3 separate regions of the Mus musculus genome follow, and regions 1 and 2 are each linked to region 3. The links are chromatin contacts, called in public HiChIP or PLAC-seq maps. All regions are on one chromosome and are shown on one strand. Each heading gives the region's core, a stretch centred on a gene start, on an enhancer-like site or on the middle of the called end of the contact. The rest is flanking DNA. Distances are from core to core; before and after follow the strand shown. Region 1 holds the start of Tigar (Trp53 induced glycolysis regulatory phosphatase). Region 2 holds the start of Dyrk4 (dual-specificity tyrosine-(Y)-phosphorylation regulated kinase 4). Region 3 holds the start of Plekhg6 (pleckstrin homology domain containing, family G (with RhoGef domain) member 6).

What was found. HiChIP or PLAC-seq counts read pairs in DNA pulled down with a chosen protein or histone mark.
Region 1: a contact with region 3 is called in an H3K27ac HiChIP or PLAC-seq map of embryonic stem cells, with 2.5 times the contacts expected there. The contact joins the promoter of Tigar here to the promoter of Plekhg6 in region 3. A contact is called at or near these places in 2 of 39 promoter capture datasets (embryonic stem cells and hippocampal neurons), 1 of 115 datasets of contacts at active chromatin or transcription factors (embryonic stem cells) and 1 of 9 other capture datasets (embryonic stem cells).
Region 2: a contact with region 3 is called in a FOXA1 HiChIP or PLAC-seq map of pancreatic cancer cells. The contact joins the promoter of Dyrk4 here to the promoter of Plekhg6 in region 3. A contact is called at or near these places in 1 of 39 promoter capture datasets (hippocampal neurons) and 1 of 115 datasets of contacts at active chromatin or transcription factors (pancreatic cancer cells).

The regions. Positions count from the first base shown.
Region 1 is chr6:127,108,284-127,113,034 of GRCm38.p6, reverse strand. Tigar (Trp53 induced glycolysis regulatory phosphatase) reads left to right here and starts at 3,483. Exons shown (of 6, transcript NM_177003.5): 1 at 3,483-3,599. The coding sequence starts at 3,568.
Region 2 is chr6:126,919,617-126,924,131 of GRCm38.p6, reverse strand. Dyrk4 (dual-specificity tyrosine-(Y)-phosphorylation regulated kinase 4) reads left to right here and starts at 2,293. Exons shown (of 15, transcript NM_207210.2): 1 at 2,293-2,382. The coding sequence starts at 2,345. Rad51ap1 (RAD51 associated protein 1) reads left to right here. Exons shown (of 9, transcript NM_009013.4): 9 at 1-717.
Region 3 is chr6:125,377,811-125,382,089 of GRCm38.p6, reverse strand. It overlaps Plekhg6 (pleckstrin homology domain containing, family G (with RhoGef domain) member 6), which reads left to right and starts at 1,586. Exons shown (of 17, transcript NM_198604.2): 1 at 1,586-1,740; 2 at 2,114-2,335; 3 at 3,180-3,388. The coding sequence starts at 3,251.

The DNA of each region.
Region 1 (4,751 bases), core at 2,234-4,733, 1.7 Mb before region 3:
TGAATCTGTCTCAAACATTCTATCTCTTATCTAAACTATAATTGGGAAATCACCACACATAGACTGTCAAATGCAAGGATTTAGAAAAATACAAGAAGACAACACATCCAACATTAATTATGACCCATGTAAGGCTTGGGCCTATAGTTAAACAGCCTGCCTCTCTCTCTCTCTCTCTCTCTCTCTCTCTCTCTATATATATATATATATATATATATATATATATATTGTCTATAATGTCATAGTCATCTAAATTCGATTGCTGTAATAAAGCACCAAGACCAAAATCAAGCTGGGAAGGAATGAGTTTATTTTGAGTACACTTCACACTTCCACATTTTAGCATATCACTGAAGAAGTCAGGACAGGAATTCAAATAAGGCAGGAACCTGAAGTCAGGAGCTGAAGCAGGGGGCATAGAGGAGTGCTGCTTATGGGCTTGCTCCGCATGGCTTTCTCAGCCCAAGAATAGTACCAGTCCTATAATGGGCTGGGCCCTCCTCCATCAATCACTAATTTTTAAAAAAAATTTCCTACAGCAAGACATTATGGAAGAACTTTCTCCATTGAGGTTCCCTTCTGTGGTGGTTTAAATATGCTTGGCCCATGGGAAGTGGCACCGGTAGGAGGTGTGGCCTTGTTGGAGGAAGTGTGTCACTGTGTAGGTGGGTTTTGGGGTCTCCTAGTGCTGAAACTCCACCTAGTGTGGAAGATAGACTTCCCATTCACAGCTGACCATTGTTGGGTTAGGTGGACTACAGACTGTAAGTCATTCCAATAATTTCCCTATTGGAATGTTTCCATAGTTCCAATAATTTCCCTATATGTTCCCATGTCGGCCTCCAGCAGAGGGGAAGGCCCAGATTAAAGGTGTGCACCACCATGCCTGGACCTAACCTGTTCTTTACTTGGAACTTGCTTGGTCCCAGTTTGGCCTTGAACTCAGAGATTCGATTGCCTCTGTCTCCTGGGATTAAAGGGGTGTATCACTTCCCATTCCTACTGGATGCCTTCAGATCAAGATGTAGAACTCTCAACCCTTTCTGCACCATGCCTGCCTGGATGTTGCCATGCTTCCTGCCTTAACGATAATGGACTGAGCCCCTGAAACTGTAAACCAGCCCCAATTAAATGTTTACCTTTATACAAGTTGGCTTGGTCATGGTATCTGTACTGGTCAGGGTTGTTGAGAGTCACAGAAGTTCTGTAATGTCTCTATGTAGTAAGGGAAATTATTGGAATGACTTACAGTCTGTAGTCCACCTAACCCAACAATGGTCAGCTGTGAATGGGAAGTCTAAGAATCTAGCGGTTGCTCAGTCCCACGAGGCTAGTTGTTGCAGCTGGTCTTCTGCGTAAGCTGGAATGCTGAAGGAGTAGGTTCCGACAGATGTGCTGGCAAGAAAGTGCAAGCAGGCAGGGAAGAAGGTTGTCCATTGTTCCCATGTCGGCCTCCAGCAGAGGGGAAGGCCCAGATTAAAGGTGTGCACCACCGTGCCTGGACCTAACTTGTTCTTTACTTGGAACTTGCTTTGTCCCAGCTTGGCCTTGAACTTAGAGATTCGATTGCCTCTGTCTCCTGGGATTAAAGGGGTGTATCACTTTGCCTGGGCCTAAGCTTTTCATGGCCACTATGCTTCAAAATCCAGATCAAAATCTTCCAGCCTCAAGATCTGGATCACAGCCATGCTCCCATTTTTGGACTGAAGTTCATTCCAGACACAGTCAAATTAGCAACTGAGAATAGCCATCACAGTGTCTCTTCACATCAATAAGACCCTAACTAAGACAACTTCTTTTAGATAACATTAGCTTGTGTCAAATTGACATAGAACTAGCCAGTATATTGTTTTATCATCATCACATCATCATCATCATCAGACAGGGGCTAACAATGTAACCCCTGATGCCTGGAACTCCCTGTGTAGACCAGGCTGACCTAAAACTCAGAAGATTTTCTTGCCTCTGACTCCTGAGTGCTGGGGCTAAGGGTATGTGCCACCATACTTGGTAAAAATAAATATAGCCAAAAGGGACTCTTGTGCCCTCTCTTTGGCTATGAGTCTGTTGAAACAATGGATCCCAAGAGACTGGGAGTCTCTCCATCTCTCCGGGAATCTCTTGCTGGAGTGAGAAAAAGTCCTGAAGGCAGTCAGAGGAGGGAACAGTCTCTGGAAGGAACATCACTTGCTAGAGATAGGCAGAGATGAGACATTCCTCTGTGGGCGACTACACCTTGGTGGCTGGGCTGCTTAGGCATGTCTATCTCTTAGCTTCCATTTAAAATTTCAGAGAAAATTTAGGATCCCACCAATGGACTGAGGTGAGGAACAGTGGATACACTGAATAAACCTCTTTTTCCTCCTTTTTTTCCCTCACTATTTATTTGGCTCTCAGTTGTCTTAGGAAGGCTAGATGGCCAGGCCTGGCTGGCTGGGCACAGGCTGTTGACCTCCAGCCCCTATAGCCCTTTTGTCCCTATGTTCCTATTATATGGCTGAGGACTAGAGGCTCAGTCTCAGTCTTGAAGACATCTATTTATTTGTTGATATTTCTTTTTATTTTATGTGTCTAGGTGCTCTGCCTGAATGTCTGTGCATAACGTGAGCCCAGAGGTCAGCAGAAAGTAAATGGTCTTCCTGGAACTGCAGTTACAGATGTTTGATTGCCTCTGTGGGTGCACTGGGCTTTGAACCTGGTTCTCCAGAGGAGCAAATAATCTGGGCTCTTAAAGGGTTAAGCCAACTCCCCAACCCCTCTCGAGGGGTTTTATACAGAACCTTTGTCCCTGCATTTGTTTTTAAGGAAACGACTTTCCTCTAGATCAGTGCAACAGAGATAACGTTCATTACAATAGGAATTATTTTAAGAAATGGTTGAATTAAACTCTTAATACAACAGGTATCAGTGGAGAGCTCTAGAGTAACTTAATTATAAATGATAGCAGCATTAGCGAAAATACTTGGTAATAATGTTTGGGAGGACCAGGCTCAGCAAAGCAGAAGGCAAGAAAGTGGCCTGACAAAAGTCTTTGGTTAAGAAGTTGAGAGAGAAACTAGGTTGGTTTGGATCTACATACCTACTTTGACCTCACTTCCCAGGTAAAGGATAACAGCTAACCCTCAAAGGATGCAGTCTGGCTGTGTAACCACCAGAGGAGAGCCATCGCCTTGGCACACTACAGGCACACTACACCTTGCACGCCTTCCTCAAATCAGTTCAGCATAAAACAATCAAAGCAGTCCTTATCTGTCCCTGGTGCAGGCGGCGGTCTAGCTCTGGCAAGACTCCAGGGCGTTAACCCAGGGCGGGGCCGCGCGCACCTGCCAGGCGCCAATCACAGGTTGGCGCGCAGGAGCGCAAGCGCCACTGGCCTGGGCGGGGCTTCTCCGGTTTCAGGCTCCACCTTTATTGGCAACCCTGTGGTGACGTTCAGCCGCCTCGACCAATAGCTACGGGGCCGGTCCGCCGTGCAGACGGAAGTAGTGCAGGCAAAGTGGTCCCAGAGTCAGGCGCAGCGAGGTGCTGCTGCAGAGCCGGGTCGTGGCTCACGCGTCTTGTGCCAAAATGCCGCGCTTCGCCTTGACCGTTATCCGCCAGTGAGTATCGCAGTTGCCGGGAGCTTCCTGGCCTGGGTCTCTTCTGGTCCCTACGTGCTCCAATCCGGGGAGGGTGGGCTTTCCATGTGCTTTTTCTTTGCATCCTCTCGTGTCCAATCTTTTATCCGCGACACCCTGCGTGAGGAAGCCGGGTCTTAAATGTCAAGAGCCTTGCGTTTTCCACGAGGAAAGAAGTGTGGAGAAGCACACGATCACGGTTCCCAGCCATTGCGAGAAGACATGACCCGGCCTCTCGACTTTTCAGTGTGACCTTTTCTGCCCCCTAGTAAATTCCAGAGTTTTTAGAATTGCTGAGCCACACCTCATCTATCCTATGCTGGTTGCCTTATTTTCTCACCCTCCCCTCCCCCTTTCTCCTTGCATCGGGGGTACTTTTGCAATTTACCTCCCTTCAGAGGCTACAGTTCTGAGGGAAAAAATTAGAGAGTTCGAGATCTCCGTCTCAGTCGACTGCATCACCCTGAACAAACATTTTTATCATGACAGATTTCATGGAGCAGAATCTGGCTTTAGGTCACCTATCGTTTTCCTTCCCAGTACATGTTTGCCTGGTGATGATGGTAGGCAGATTCAGGGTGGGTAAGAGGAGGGAAGTTTCAAGGCGTTGCTTGGTTGGGATTCAGGCTCCTCGTTGGGATTCAGTAGCTGCCTCGTAGGACAGACTTAATCTTTCTGACCTGCGTTCCGATAAGCAGATTGGTGGCAGCAGTCTTTCTAATCTCTCTGGATCTAACCAAATGGAGAGGATGGAGCACATGGAGCAGAGAGGAAGAAATATGCCCGAGAATTAAATAACGTGTTCTTCTGTAAGCAAAGCTCAGATAAAAAGCAGCTGAGTCTCACCTGTGTAGTCAGGGCTTATCAGAACAGCTTCTCGGAGCGGGACTGATTACCGTTTCCGGCTTCATAGGGCTCACAGGAACGCTGACAGCGTTTGAACCTTGTGGCGACCTTCTTCAACGCATGCTTTTTCTGTCCAGCTTCCTCTTTATAGGAAGATGGTCTCCAGCATCATGTGAAGTGGACCTTTAGGATTCAGGGATTTTAGTGGCTAAATTAGAACTCTGGTTCCCTGTGTCTTTCTGTGTCCCTGTGCTTTCTAGAATGTTCCGGGAGATGATACCGCTTTAT
Region 2 (4,515 bases), core at 1,044-3,543, 1.5 Mb before region 3:
AGAGAACCTTTAATGGGTCACATGAAGGACCATGTCTGTGTGTGATTCTGGTCTCATCAAAGCCTTTCTGTCCTTCAGCAAAGGGTTCTGGGACCTCTCCTTGTGGCACTCCTGAAGAGTGTGTTGTGTTTTCTTGTGTTTATAAGCCACTGTCACTCGGGCTCTGCGGCACGTCTGTAATCACATGTCTCCCAGCTCTGGCATGGGAGCATCCTGGGTCCTTCAGGAGGCATTGCTGAAATCTTTCCCATACTACATTTCTTCAGGTTTATTCCAAGCTTACTCTCTTTGTCTAGGTCTTTTTAGTAAGAATTCTGCTTTTGTACATATTAACATGTTGACTCTACTGCAGCATGTGTTCCTACATGGGACAGGTGGTTAGTGTACAGCAGATAGAATCTCATGACGCTGTATGAACTTTTCAAAACCTTTAATAAACATGAAAAGATGTAAGCTATGCTCATTGATACCATGTATGTACCTGCATGTGTACGTGTTGCTAAAATGAGTCTTCTGTGGTCAAAATAAGCAGGGGGAGGAGTGTCTTCATCATTGAGATGAAGCCCAAGGTTGAAAGCTGTCACCTCCACGCCCCTGTCACAGCTGATGCATCGTCTCAGGAAGCTCTGGTTTACTGTCAGTAAAAGCAATTATTTTTATAGTAAGAAATCAACTTGTTTCTGATTACTTTAATAAAGTCTAATGTTTACTGTAAAATGTGCATGCCTCGCCTAGTTCTCAGCTATGAGACATCTGTGTTACCGTGAGGACAAGCAGCTTTGATTTAAGTGACCATTGCTTTTGTACATCTTCTTACTCATATATATGCTTACACTGTATTCTCCACCTTACCTGCTCCACCGTCCTTAAAATCCCAATCTTCAGTTAGCAATCTGCGTGATTTTGGTTCTGATTTTTGAGACAGGGCTTCCTATGTAGCCCAGGCTGTCCTTGAACCTACCATCCTTCCTTCTGCCACGGCCTCCCTAGTGGTGGTGGGTGCTGTGACACCCACCTAGTTACCTGGTTTTGAGTTAATTTGTATGCTTTGAGCAATAACCATTGTTATAAATATATAATACTCACTGGAGGGACTTGGGTTTTATTATGATTCGCATTATTTCTTTGTAGTCATAAGGTCCCTCAGAAGCTGGAGAGAGATGGCTCAGTGCTTAAAGGCGCTTGCGGCTCTTGCACAGAACGCAGGTTTGTTTTCCAGCACCCATATCAGGTGGCTTAAAACTGCCTGAATCTCCACTTCAGCAGATCTAACACCCTCTTCTAGACTCCACGGGCACCTGCACTCCAGTGGTGCATGTACATATGTAATACATACTCAGACACACTAAATAAAAACTTCAAAGTGTGTTAAAACCGGCCTAGCTACAAGGGTTAATAACCATCAGTTGCTGGCCGCGGTCGCACCTCTTCCTCGCTTGGTCTTACCTACCCCAATCATCATACCCAAAGAGCAGATTACTCCTTGACTCACTGTAGCTCTCTCATGTTACACTCGCCACCGTATCATGCCTGTGCTTTGGTCTATCTGTGTTCTGATGGACTGGTCCTCGCTGCTACTCCTCACCCCGTTGTGTATCCATTCAAGACGTTACTGACACTGCATTCCCAAAATAAAAGCATGAACAGGCTATGGTGACACACACCTTTAATCCTAGTAGAGGACGATGCTTCCCTACCAGCTCAAGGCCAGCTTGGTCTACACAGTTCCAGGCCAACCAGGGCTATGTAGTGAAACTTGTCTCAAACATTAAGTCAGAATGAACAGCTTCCTGGGGAACCACATAAACACCGCAGTCTGCCCGTCACAGCTGCCTCGGGTACTCAGCTAAATGTCTAAGGACTTGAACGCTAAACTCAACTCTGCTTCTTTTCAGTGAGTCCCTTCCTGGTATCAGAGCCCATCAGGACATGCCACTGTCACAGTTCCATGTGGTTCTTTCTGAAACTTAGTACAGTCGAAGTGTACATCTTATAAGAAAATTCTATCCAGGGCTTTTATCTACTTCCACATACTGTTTTTGAAAGATCTTAGAAATTTTCCAGTCTGGCCTGTCCAGCCAACTTTAATCTCAGGGTCCTGGGATTTCACTCATACCTTGGGTGATCCATGAATTGGAGAGAGAAAACGAGGTTGGGGAGAGATGTATTCTTTTGGCCTATGCGAAAGATGGTTTGGGCCTTAAGTGGGGTAAGCCTATTCAGCTCAGAGTCACAAAAAGGGCCTGAGCGGTTTCTACAGCAACGCTAGGAGGGTGTGGCCCCTCTGCGCCTGGTTGAGGGTTCCTCCTAAACCTCTGCAGGGATCCCTGTCTGTGACAGCCGGATGCAGCTCCTCCGACTTCCTGCCCTCACCCGGACAGAGTAAGCGCCTAAGAGAAGAGGCTTGCGATGGGCGCAAACCCTGAGCCAACTAGGGCTGGGTCCTCAAGGGGCAAGTGGAAAGGGAGAAGGGAAGTAAGAGCGAGGGCTGGGCCGGGTGCGCGAAGGAGAAGAGGTTTAGCTCTTGCCAGCTGCGGCTCGCCTGCATCCTGACTCCTACTAAAGGAACACTGTGTTAGGGACTCCCGCTGAGTGCCAGAATGGGGGCGGGGAATGGTCCTGACTCTAGCAACTTGGGGCATGGAGCAGATTCTTTTTCACACCGTCTCTGCACGTGGTATCGTTGTCTCTTTCACACACAGCACAAAGACACAGACATACACACAGACACACACCCCAGTCCTTTGACACAGAGTGTACCAAGGACCGTATGGATCACAAGCCCAGATCAACTTCCCTCACTTGTTTGCACTGCAGGAAAAACCCCAGTACTTAGCAACATAGTTTACTTAAGGTGGTGGCTCCACACCCTCTGAGCGTTCACTGTCTGAAATATCCAGGCCTGCTGGGACTTAGGAAACATTGTTCTTTCAGACATGATTTTAAAAAACACCAGCTTCCCCAGTCTTAACTCACACTTTGGATAAAGATTGAAAACTGGGAAACATCTCATGAGAATGTCCTTTGTTTTTTGCCTGAGGGATGAGATGGGGATGGTCGAATTCTAAGGAATCTTCGAACATGGCCTACTCCTGTAATCTCTGAGTCAAGAGACCTTTAAGTTTGAGGCCAGCCTGGTCAACATTGCAACACAGCAAATGTCCGGCCAGCTTGGGCTACAGAGTGAGATTCTGGGCCATGCCTTACTGATTCTGGGATTTAAACTTTCAATACCCAGGAGAAGATGGGAACCTGAAGTCACGTCTGGCAATATGGCAACCACTTCTCTGACTTTGCCCTCACCAACTCCAAATTGTTTACACCTGAGCTAAAATGCCTACTTCTCAAATGTGCAAGATCCCGAGGCAGTGAATTATGATTTTAGCTGACCCTAGCACTCATCTAAAAAGAAGAAAAGGCTAGTATAGGCTATATTCATCAAGCCACCAGGATCAGCAGGGATGTAATAAATACACTACCTAGGGATGGTAAGAACACTATATTCCTGGAAACAGTAGCCACTTTAGGAGAGATTCCATAAAATAAGGACAATGTGGGATGGATGCTCTATCATGGAAGGAAAGGTGGGCAAAGCCCCACAGGGTGCCTGGGGTGAAGCAGGTGTAGGAGAGAAAACCAAGATTTTCTATGTTGTATAAATTAAAGAAATCTTGAACAGAAAGGAGAATAGATCCGCTCTCTGTGCTTTTCTGAGGATAGCAAGGAACAGTGGGAGGGAATATCTTGTGTAATATCATTACCCTCCGATAAGCACCCACCAAGTGTAAATTAAGATCTGAGTATAAAGTGGGCTATCGGGGAAAACTGTCTCTGTCTCAGGACCACTCCAGCACTGATAGGTACGCATCAGACCCAAAGCCGCTGTGCTAGGTGAGGGCGTAGGTGTAAGGGTTCGCAAACCTCCAGCCCTTATGATTAGGTCACTGGATCATGAAGGGTTCAGGGACTCACGTAGAAGGGCTGAGGAGTTGAATTGGCCTTGTCTCAAGTACATTAAACAGGTTAACTCTAAATGCTACCACCACATCTATCCCGAGGACAATCCTGAGGACATAAAGATCAAGCCACCGCAGACTGCAAGTAAGAATAACGAAGTCGCACGAGGTAACCTCAAGAGACATATTTTCCTTTTGGACGTGAGTGTCCTTTAGGTACAAATGCACACGTTTAAAATGCCACACAACACAATTTTAGTAACAGTAATGCTGACACCTCTGAGGCTCCCCGATTCCAGACTTCTTGAGAACAAGGAGTCCATTTCCTTATCTGTCATCCTTCACCCTGAGCACAGTCGTCAGGGCTCGGTTGATGCCCTGACTTCTTTGGTGAATTCATCTAAGTTCTCTCAGCTCTCTCCTCTTCCAGCAAATGTACACAGAGGTTTCACTAGAGACCCATCACCACGCTCAGCCTTGCAAGGAATTGAAAATAATAAAAGGCAGCTCACCACCCCTAGCTCCACGAGACTCAGGATCAAGGTGAGACAAAAACTTA
Region 3 (4,279 bases), core at 337-2,836:
ACCTTTGTCTGAGAATCAGTGGGAGGAGAAGTCCTCAGCACCAGTGTCTTTGGGGTGTCATTTAATATGGCCAGTAATCAGCACCAACTGGTTCATTAACTCTCTCTCTCTCTCTCATGGCTACTCATCATCCCTGGATATGTCTTCCTCTTCTCCTGGCCCCCCACAGTGTGAATGCTAGGAACAGGCAAAACCTGCATTCTTGACAAACATGGTTCTCATCCAACTCCTTCTCCGCTCCCCCCCCTACACACACACCTGGGGGGGCAGAAGGCAGGATGGAGGCAACCACAGGTCAGGACAGCTCCTCTGTAACACTGAGACCTCACAACATCATATTCTAAAAAAGTACACTGAAGGACAAATCTGTGACTGGGAACAGGAACACACATTCAAGCAACCGATGGCAAAGATGCCTCTCCAGGCTGAAAGGAGCCATGGGAGAGGGTGAGAATTAGAGGTGTTTTTGTTTTGTTTTGTTTTGTTTTTGTTTTGTTTTGTTTTTGTTTTGTTTTGTTTTGTTTTTCCTCTGAACACAGGGAGACACTTCTGAAAGGGTTTTGTGTACTTCGGGATGCTTTGTGTGGTAAGAGGTTGCACCAGACCCAGTCTAGTCCATTGGCGGAAGGAAGATCCCAAAGTGGACCTCAGACCTGCCCATCTCCCCGCCCCCTCCCCCCCCCCCCCACCGAGACTTCCACCTCTGGATCACACATCCATGGGATGATATAACTCTCAGTTCTTCCCTCAGACCAGACGACAGGACTTGGGAATGTGGGGGCGGGGGGGCGGGGATGCCTTTCACATCACGCCCAGCCAGTGCTGTACCACTTCGGAGAAACTGTTCAGTCTGTGTAGCCCTTGGGAAGGCCACACTGGCCCAAGTGCAGTCCGGTGGGAGGGTACCCTCCCCTGGTATGCCCCCTCCCTCCAGGCTTAAGTAATGAGAGTAGTGTTGGGTATGGTCTAAGCTTGGCCCCTGATGCCTCCCTCAATAAGACACAAAGTCCACAGAACCTTCCTCCCTGTTGCCAGGGCAGGCCAGCAGGTTCACTGGAGATAAGGGCTACACTTTGGACTCCATGGCCAGAGGACAGCCATGGGGCTGAGAATCCTTGGGCCTCCGCCCTTCCTGATGCTAGGCTGGCTCCCTTTCAGGGTAACGGTCTAGGACAGGCAAGAGGGGCCTGGTGCAAACAAGGGATGTGTACCTGCCACAGGTCGCTTGGTCATTACCTCACCGCCTCCGCATAGCGGCGCCCAACCTTTCATTTATCCCTCATTACCCTGGCGCCTGGCAGGGGTCTGGCCGGGAAGGGAGGACACGCTGGTGGCCTGCGGGTGGCACAAGGTTCCAGCCCCTGGCCCCGACCAGGTGACAGATTGCTGGTTAGTTCAGGTGCAAAAGAAAGGGAAAGGTGCGCACCGAGAAGTGAGCACTCCTGGTCTGGGGTTGGTGTACGGAGAGTCCGGCTCCCTACCCTCTCTGTCCGGGTGACCAGGACCGCGACGCTGCAAGGCCCGCAGGGAGGGGGAGGTGCCAGCCCACGTCCCGCCCCTCTGCCTCCACCTTCACCTCCCTTCCCGGCCCCGTGCTGCCTGGTCCCGCGGGCCGCTCGGTCCTAGTCCCAGGCTGGGACAGTGGGGCTGCCATCGCCAAGGAAGCTGACAACGACCCAGATTTCCACAGTATCCAGCGGACGTCAAGGACAGCGGAAGCTCGGACACCTGCGCTCACAGGTGAGCACTTGGGAGGGCGAGTGCCGGGCGGCCAGGGAACCGGGGATCTGGGACAGGGTCGCGGGGCCTCAGAAGGAGGAGGGAAGGAGGCTGGGTACGAGGGAGGGAGAAAAGCTGGGCCTGGGAAAAGATAGAAAAGGTGGACGTGGGGAGAGATAGTAAGGGGGAGGGAGAAGGAGGGGCGGGGGACTGCCTTCGGGGGCTGGACTGTTGTTGTCCCGGGGCGGGAGACACAATGAACAATCTCCTCTGCGAGTAAGTCAGAGTAAGCTAGGAGAGAGAAATGGGAGGTTTCTAGAGCCCAGTTGGTGGGAAACCAACCCCTGTATAGGGTTCTTGAGTCCAGTTCCCATTAAGGGCCTCTTCCCTTCAGGCCCTGCCCACTGCAAGGGATGGGTCTTCCATCCAGGCTTAGAAAGGAGGGGTGGAGTCCTGCATCTGACTTCCAGCTCTATCCCTGGTGGTGCCCTCGGCGGCCAGGAAAGGAGCTTAGTGGGAGACCAGCGGGCTGCCTCAACTAGGGGCATCCCTCCAGACCCTGTCTGACAGCTCTCCTGACTTCGCCAGATTGTACGTGGACGTGTGGGGTTTCCAGGTAAGGCATGTACAGACTTCTCAGTAAAGGGACAGAAAAGCTATATTGTAGAGTCTCTTGTCTATTGAGTCTCAGTTGCGACTAACTGAAAAGCAGCCAAGGATGGCCAGCCGACCAGTAAGGGTGGCTGGCTGGCTGAACCGTGATAAAACTAGCTGTAACTCATGGAGTGTGAACTGGGTGTATTGTTCTCTTTCCCCAAATATTATTTTTCCTTTTTTGCCCCCCCCCATTATTTAAAAATGTAAACGTTGCAAAGCATGATAGAATACATCTGTGATCATAGCACTCTAGAAACTGAGGCAGGGGGATGCAGAGTTGGAAGGTAGCCTAGACTGGGTTACACTGTGTGTCAGCCTGGGCTATATTAAGAGGTCCTCCTATCTCAAATCAGAAAATAAAATAAAAGCCGTTCTTAACCCATAGTCTGTTCCAACATGAGAAACCCACTTGTCTGTCTCTAGTCAGCTTTACCTGTCCCAGTTCATGGTGTTTGTGCAGTGTTGACAAAGGTAATACAGGAAAGGAGACATCTAGGTACAAGAGACCGCCTTCTACCTGGGGCTATCTAGAGTGCTAGAGATTTCTGTGACCCTTGCTCCCAGCTGCTCTTGAGACTACAGCATCCTCTGAGGCTGAAGTGTGAATGTATCCTAAGTATAAAGCAGATGTTCCTACCCAGCATGCACCTGGCCCTGCCCTCCCCCTACTAGCTTATAGATAGCACACACCCCCCACCATCTGGCCCTCTTCTTCCCCACTCTGTCCTCTTGTCTTTCCTTGCTCTCCAACCTGTGGAGACGTTCGTTCATCACTAATCCAGCCTGGGCTTTCTATCTTGCAGAAAAGGGGATACCCCCCTTTCTCCTGGACATTGGTGCTATGATCCTCTGGGGGTAACTCAGGAGAGAAACAATGCAAGCCTTTGGTCCTCCAAATGAGGGCCCCCTCCAAGGCCTGGTAGCTTCCCGAATTGAGACTTACGGGGGCCGTCATCAGACCTCTGCCCACAGCACTGCTGGGAATCTATTTCCCAGAGGAGGTCCTGGAGTGGTGAGTGCGCCTGTGCCCCAAAGGTGACCTGGGTGGGGCAGGAGGGATGACACCAAGGTTTTGAAGTCTGTCCCCTTTTTCACAGGCTGCTCTATTCTTGTCCCTTAACCTCCTCCGCTTTCCGGGGTTACTGGGAAGGAGGGTCAGTGCCCGGCCAGGATGCCAGCGCTTCACACCCAGCCTCAGACAACAGTGGGGGAGGCGGGGAGCTCAGAGGAGGGATTGGGAGGCATTTCTGAATTCCCAGCGCAGTGGGGAAAGGCATCTGTCAGTCTCTACTTGAGTTGGGAGGAGTCAAAAGCTCCCTGAGTCAGGGCTGAAGAAGAGCAAAGGTTCAGGGTGCCCCTGCTCTCACAGGGGAGGAGGGGGAGTGGCCGGAACTGTCTCTGCCCCGCCCCTGGCTCCACCTACCCGGCCCACTTCCAAAGCTAGTAGAGGAAAGGGGTGTGGAGGCCAGGACTTAGGCTGTTTCTGCCCTCGGTGCTTCCTTAAGAACAGTGCCCCTTCTAGCTGGGGGTATTCCCTGCCTCCTTAGAGGATTCCACCCCTGGAGACGAGACTTGCCCAGGCAGAGGGCAGAAAGGGACACTAGGAAGTATGTAAGGCAACTCAGGCCAAGGCAGACAAGGAATGTGACCAGGCCTGCCTTGGGAGGAGACTTGTGGCTTCAACCTCTAGCACAGAAGAACAGCAATTCCCAGTGCCATAGGACACAAGCTGCAGGCCCTAGGGAGGAGGCTGAACCTTTGCGGTCTTTCATTTCCACATGTGAGGGAACCCAGCTGCCCGCAAAGGGATGAGCTCAGAACACAGCGTGGACCATCCTCTGTTCCTGAGAGCCCTTGGCCCAGAGGGCACGTGTATAGCCGGGCAGAGGCTGGGTACCCGACG